Regions from separate parts of the Rattus norvegicus genome. Here region 1 is linked to region 2. The links are chromatin contacts, called in public Hi-C maps. All regions are on one chromosome and are shown on one strand. Each heading gives the region's core, a stretch centred on a gene start, on an enhancer-like site or on the middle of the called end of the contact. The rest is flanking DNA. Distances are from core to core; before and after follow the strand shown.

Evidence for each region. Hi-C and Micro-C count contacts between places; a contact is called where the count stands out from the background.
Region 1: a Hi-C map of Schwann cells shows a contact between it and region 2, with 4 times the contacts expected there. The contact joins two enhancer-like sites. A contact is called at or near these places in 5 of 12 Hi-C or Micro-C datasets (the A7r5 cell line, the Rat2 cell line, Schwann cells and 2 more).

The regions. Positions count from the first base shown.
Region 1 is chr2:147,854,133-147,857,612 of GRCr8, reverse strand. No RefSeq gene overlaps it. Among named protein-coding and RNA genes, the nearest start is that of Trnas-aga30, 85 kb to the left of the region's middle. Within about 2 kb of position 1,427, at least 2 of the 93 cell types and tissues checked have an H3K27ac peak or open chromatin away from gene starts, as enhancers often do. A contact at or near this core is called in the A7r5 cell line and Schwann cells, where this site is marked.
Region 2 is chr2:147,639,034-147,642,150 of GRCr8, reverse strand. No RefSeq gene overlaps it. Among named protein-coding and RNA genes, the nearest start is that of Rap2b, 110 kb to the left of the region's middle. Within about 2 kb of position 1,475, at least 58 of the 93 cell types and tissues checked have an H3K27ac peak or open chromatin away from gene starts, as enhancers often do. A contact at or near this core is called in the A7r5 cell line and Schwann cells, where this site is marked.

The DNA of each region.
Region 1 (3,480 bases), core at 178-2,677, 220 kb before region 2:
TGGAGAGCATCAAGTCACTGTTGAAGGATTCCTTTGCATTAACACTGCATATGAATTAACTTGCATGGATAAACATTCACCTGAAAGTGGAAGATTTTGGTTTTGGGTTTTCTTTTGTTGGTTTGTTCTGTTTTTAATTCCTTACCTTTGGGAGTTTAAATTGTAATGCTCCAAAAGTAATAAACATGGTAGGTAAATTATATCATAGCTTGCAAATTAAATATCATATAAAAAATAGTCCTGGGCATGAAAAGCAAAAATAGCCTAGGTTTATTTTCAGTATGCGTTGTGTATATGTGTGAAATTGTTAAGGAACAAGTTTGCCTAATAAATAATAAAAGTAATGTTTTAAAGAAGAATGGGGACAAGTGGAGGGAGCACAGGATAATGTGCCTGGATGAAGTCACTATAGGTCTGAACATGACATATATCATGTTCATACCTCTGGCTCTTGGGTTGAAAACTGAATGTGAAAGAGAGAGAGAGCATGAAAGCAGAGAGCCATCAGGAGGCTACTGCAGACCTCCAGAAGAGGCAAAAGAGCCTGGGACAACAACTCTAATGATAGGACAAAACCTAGCAGTTTACTGCCATGTGCTTCTTCTAACAGAACATCAGTGCCTAAGGTAGCAATCATCAGCTCTACAAACACAATATATCTCCAAGAAGCAGATTATACAATGCATAATTTGCATGAATTACAGGATGTACTCTTCATAACAGGAAATTACAAAGGCCTCATTTGTAAATTCTAAGTCTTAATGAGACACATCAGCACATAATAAAAGCCTGCCATATCTGACTCAGAAAGCTGCTACCACTGTTGCACCTGCCCTGCCTGTTGGAAACAGAAGGGGGCTAGATGCCTCCTGTCTCCCCTTTTCTTGCATGATTGAAGGAAGCATCCTAGGTCGGACCATTGGCAAGGTAACTCTGGCTCCCTCTGGCGACTATGAACAGGAGGACCAACAAGAAACCCAGTTCCTCAACTCCTAGTACTTAGGGAAGAAATGGGTTTTCTTCCTCTCTATATTATCCAAATAATTTGATAACCAAAGTTTCCAAATTTAAAGCATGTAAAGACATAGACATCTGCCTTGCCTATGCAAAAAATCAAACGTTCTCAATAACTGAATAATTATCTATCCCGAGCCCCTTCTGAATTGCATGGACTATGGTTTCTCTGTCTCTCATTTCATTTGAGTTTATTGCAAATACTTAACTGACTGTTTACCTACATAATAATGCCTCTAATATCTTTGCTGTGTCTGCTAAATAGAAGATAGAATCAGGAAATGAATCTCTTTAGTTTTTCAAAGCAATGTTCCTTTTTTTACGCGTCTGACCCTGAAGTTCTGCCAGCCAGCCAGGAAAGTTTCATGCAATTAAATGTGACTCAGAGGGCAGCAGAAGTCTATGCACTGTGTGGTAGAGGAAACAGACAACCCCCTCCTGAAGCAGCAGCAGAGTCTCTCATGAAAACATCATGCCGCTTGTTTCTTCTCAGCAGCACTCTGACAATGAATGCTTTATTCATCAGATGCATATATGAAAAGAAAATAGCCCCAGTCCCCTTATTTCTATGAACTTACACATTTACCATCACTCCAACACAAGCTCCTGTGTGCCTTTCCACAGAGAGCCACACCAACAGGGGATGCTGCCCATGAGAACATCTCCTTCCTCCTAAAGCCTACAGCAGAAAGGGTGGAGGTGGGGTTGCAAGCTACAGAAGGGAGATGAAGACCTGGCCTTTGCCTCTGCCTATGTCACAAATCAGTATCTGAATTAGAAGAATACATTAAGAGACAAACTGTCTATTTGTAACTCCATAAACCTTGTAGGATTTTTATATATAAAAATGACTGGAATGTGTATCATTTGTTTAGCTACCATTTATTTTGTATTTTTAAAATCACTTTTGTGGTTTCCATTTTGCTTTGAAACAGGATCTGCCATGGAACCCAGTCTGACCTTAAACTCAAGTCACTCCTCTTGTCTCAGCCCCCACTATTGCTGAAATTGACTTGCACCACCATGCCCAGCTTGTGAATTACTTATTAATTTAAAAATGCTATTGTATTATATCTCAGTAAGAGCAATGTTATAGGCTTTTAATTTAGAATACCAAAAAAGTTACACCCCTTAAACACACATAATATTATCCATATTTCCAATAATTCTCCAAATACACTTACGTTTCGTGACACTAATATCTTTATCCAAACACTTGCTATAAAAAGGGCCTGTTCTGCTCCTGCTCTTTAGGATAAAATTAGGCCATGAAATTTCTCAATTTTAAAATTATCAACAGAGGAAATGTAACTTTGTTGCTGCATTTCTCAATTAATTTTATTTCTAATCAGTTCAGGAAAAAATGTTATACCTCTGTCTAATTAAATATTTGATGATTAAGTGACCCACACCTTGTTATGGCATTGAGCAATGCTTTTCTCTCCACTGTGTGATAATGCCTTTCTTCTTCATTGCTGGGCTCACAGGTTCATTTTCCAAGAAAAGGCCCTCAACCTTTACCACCAACTCAGTTCAAACAAAATGAATCCATTGTACAACCCTGCTGCTAGTCGCTTTTTAAATAGACTAGCGGTTATGTGACAGGTGTCTCAGTCGTGAAAGGATGCAATTTCTAAGTGATACGTGAAAACAATGCTCCATTTTCCCTCAGACATGTACCCACTGCCTCTCTTTAGGAAACTTTCTCACCCTCACCTTATAACCTTGCATATGGTTCCCAGATGGGGATCTATGCACTCATCTGGTCACTTTCTGCATTATAACATTTAATATCAACTTTTTCCTTATTGTCACTTTGTCCACAATTATGGGAAATTTGCAATTGACAATGAAGATACATGTATATTTGTTTCTTCATTTTTGACAGTTTTATAAGAATTTCACAGACACATGAATAATGAGTTAGATCTGTAGGAGTAGCTTTAATACAGATACTATTCTGAGTGAGAGAGTCACACTAAGAAGAAATTACTGTTAACTTTGAATGTTCTGATTACTCAGCACACAATTCTGCACATAGAGAGCTCACACACAGAGGCTTCTGTCAATCATGTGACTTCTACTGCTCTAGTCCATCAGTGCCTATTATTACCTACCTAGTGATATATCGTTTACACAATTCCTCTAGTACAAGCTATACATTCATCTCCTTATACACCACTACACAAATTAGCAAGCTTAACAGCTCAGTGGGTTCTTCACTTTTCCTATATACTGGGTTTCAAGTTTCTAGAATTCTTTACAAGCAGTAAAATCAGAGTCCGCTAGTCAAAATAATGAAGATAAAATACTAGAAGTTTCTGTACCTAAAAACACTAGTCAAAGTTAGAAAAGAAGCAACAATGGTACCTAGAGATTATCTCTTATCTGTCTTTGCCCAAAACATCTCCAAGGAAACGTGGTAAATGAGTTTCACTGAGTCTTTTTATATTTAGTGCAAGTGCC
Region 2 (3,117 bases), core at 226-2,725:
GAGTCAGGATAGCATGGGTTTAAATACCTGTTTGGCCACATGCTGATTCTAAAGACTTAACTATATAGGTCACCCTTCTAAGATACTTTCCTGTCTGGTAAGTAAAGAAAATAATATCTACTTGCAGGACAATTATAATGATCAACTAAAACAACACCTACAAAGTGCAGAGGGTGTGGGCTCCAGTCAGCAATGGTTGGAAGAATGGGGACTTGATTCTTTTTCAAACTTCCCCCACAATCCTCCTCATACCACTACAGTTGGCAGAAATATCCATGATGAAATTCCTGGTTTTAAATGTAAGAATTTTAGTCATCTAGATATTTAAGGTGCTTTGCAAGACTTAAAGTGATAGGTTCAAAGTTATCTAGACTGTGTTTGAATTTAATTCTTACTAGCTTTGCTATTTCTTTTATAAGATACTTGTGTGAACTTCAGTTTTTACTTAAGGTCATAAAAATTTTTGCAAAGAATAAAATAACTTTGTTTTTTATAGAATAGAAATCGAAACAGTAGTCAAAGAAAGATAATTATTTCTAGCACTTATTCAGTTCTAGCGCCATTCTAAAAGTTTTACATATAGTAACTTGTTTGGTCTTTATGAGGACACTGAGAAGTGAATATTACTGTTAATTTTCTTTTACAGATGTAGAAATTGAGGCCAAGTAAAATCTTGTGTAAAAGGTTATATAGTAGAAAGGGCCATTGCAAAAGCTTCTCTGGGTATCAAATATGTGTTCTGGTGAATGGATGAAGAAGATGAGGAAAACAAGCCAGAGAGGTAGCCAGTGTGTTGTGTCTCCCAAGGTACTATTAGGCAACAAAATAAACAAAAAGGATCAAAATGTCAGGTGTATTTTGTCAAGCAAGGAGGTTTGGGATGTCTATGTCTATCTTGGGATTGCTGATGTATGTTGGAAGATGGGAAACATCTGAGTCCTAAAGAAGTACATGCTGCTTTTGAGAAGCATCCTTAATGAATGGCCACATGCAAGAGGTGGCCAGAATAAGGTATGCTTACTGTCAAGCACTGTGCTCAAAGCTGTATCGTTTGGAAATGATTGGTTGAGAAACTGCTTTAAAGATACTAACTCTCATTCCACAAAGCTGGGCGCCATGAAGATCTGCAAGAGTTGAATGTCTCTGAGACTGGGTGAGACTGGGTCAAAATGAGGACGAGTCTACAATCTACAAGTGTGTATGTGTGTGTGTGTGTGTGTGTGTGTGTGTGTGTTATAGCTATGTATTATGTATATGTTCATGCTCACATACATATCTCTTTGCACATAAATATGTACATATTTAGGATTTTACTTATAATGATAGACTTCCATAAAGCACCTGCCTATTAGCTTTGTGTGTGTGTGTTTGTTTTTATTTGTTTGTTTTTGTTTTTTGTTTTTTCTGGTACTGTGTACTGAGCTCATGGCTTCTTGCATTCTATGCAGTCATGCACTCTACCACTTAGTCACACCCACAGCCTGTTTCTTGACTAATTATGTAGACAGAGGAGTTTCTTAAAGTTTAGAACGGAATTTGTTATGAGTAAAAAGGTTTCATAACTTTTTAGTCAGAATCTGGTTCAGAGCCAAAATAATTTCTAGTGATTCCCCCTCCCCCTAGTGCGCCGACTCCCTCCCCCCACGCCTACCCCCTCTCTCCACACTGAGCCCCTCCCCACATATCGCACTTCCAAAGTGAGGGAAATGATGACTCATGAGAGCCAGCACAGAACTTGGTTCTCTAGATTTTTATCGTCATGTCATGAGCAGCTAGAGGAAATAAAACTGTTCTGAAACTCCGAAGTAGCTAGCTGGAAGGCAGCAGTGCAGCCAGGGGCTTTTCAGGATACACTTTGACAGCAAGTTGAGGCAGACGCTAAGAAGGGAAGGCAGGAAAGACATTTGCCAAGATTCTCTCCCAGAGGGTGGAGTGAGTCAAGTGCTTTTAAGGAGGCAGTGCAGAGCCGAGTGTCTGTCTGACTAAGAAAAGGACGGGAGAAGTAACTTTTGTTATATAACAAACCCAAAGGGACCCGCGCCTTACTGTACAGGAATGTCCGGGATGTCCTTTGAACGAAGTTATAACGGATTTGGAAGAATTACATTTTAGGAGTACATTAAGAGGCTAGTGACAAGGAAGAGATGTTTGCTTGTTTTGTTTTGTTTTGTTTTCCAAATAAATCAAATCCTCCCTGGGCTAGTTTTAGTTGATTCTTTGGGTGCCACCTAGTGATTAAAGAGAGGAAAGCAACTGGAAGTAACTGGAAAATGAAAACAAATTCTAGTCCCTGTGTAGGAAAAAATTTGTGTCATGCAAAGCTGATTTTGAGGGAAAAATCACTAATGTGCACTAATACAAACCAGGTATTTCGGAGAGCTAGAGGCTTTAATTCTTACCTTTCCTCTCCATTGCAGACTGTGCAAGCTTGACTTGAACCTATGTAAAACAACACATACACGAGGCAAAAGAAGCATGAGGTTGCAGAGACTGCACTTTACAGATATGGAGTCTCTATTTACATTTTGCAAATGCAGTTGTGGCCTCTCCCAATAACTTTATCAGAGTCCTGTTAGAAGTTCTCTGCAGAGATTGAAATGGGCATCAAGAAGATGACCACTCGAGGTGCTCAGACTCTACAACTAGTACAATCTACTCTATCAGCTTTATTTTTACTTTGCACGCCTACCATAAAGGAGGAGACATATCACCCCTCTCTGATGAGCTGTGTATGATATTTATACATTCTTGATATCTATATAAGAAAAGCACCTGAATCCCAGAGGACTAGTCGATGGTAAAGCCCACCCTAGGTTTCAAACTCTAATTTCTGTGAGAGTCTGGCAGGTGTGTGCTCCCGTTCACTGTTCTAATTTAGGGTAATCTCTCTCTCAAGGCTCTTCGTGTCCTTCATCCCTTTGTCAGCATCATCAGGGTCAGATTAGTTGCTTTAGTTTGGATGTCTACTTGTTAGTAACAACAGTAAGAAGAGGGAGTGGAAAGTTGCTTTTTTTACTCTGAATACAAAGAAGCCTTGGAAGAAATGCTCCTTTCTCTGCCCATTAAAGTTGACTTAGGAATATGTGATTCTAGGAACAGTTACAGCACAGTCTGTGA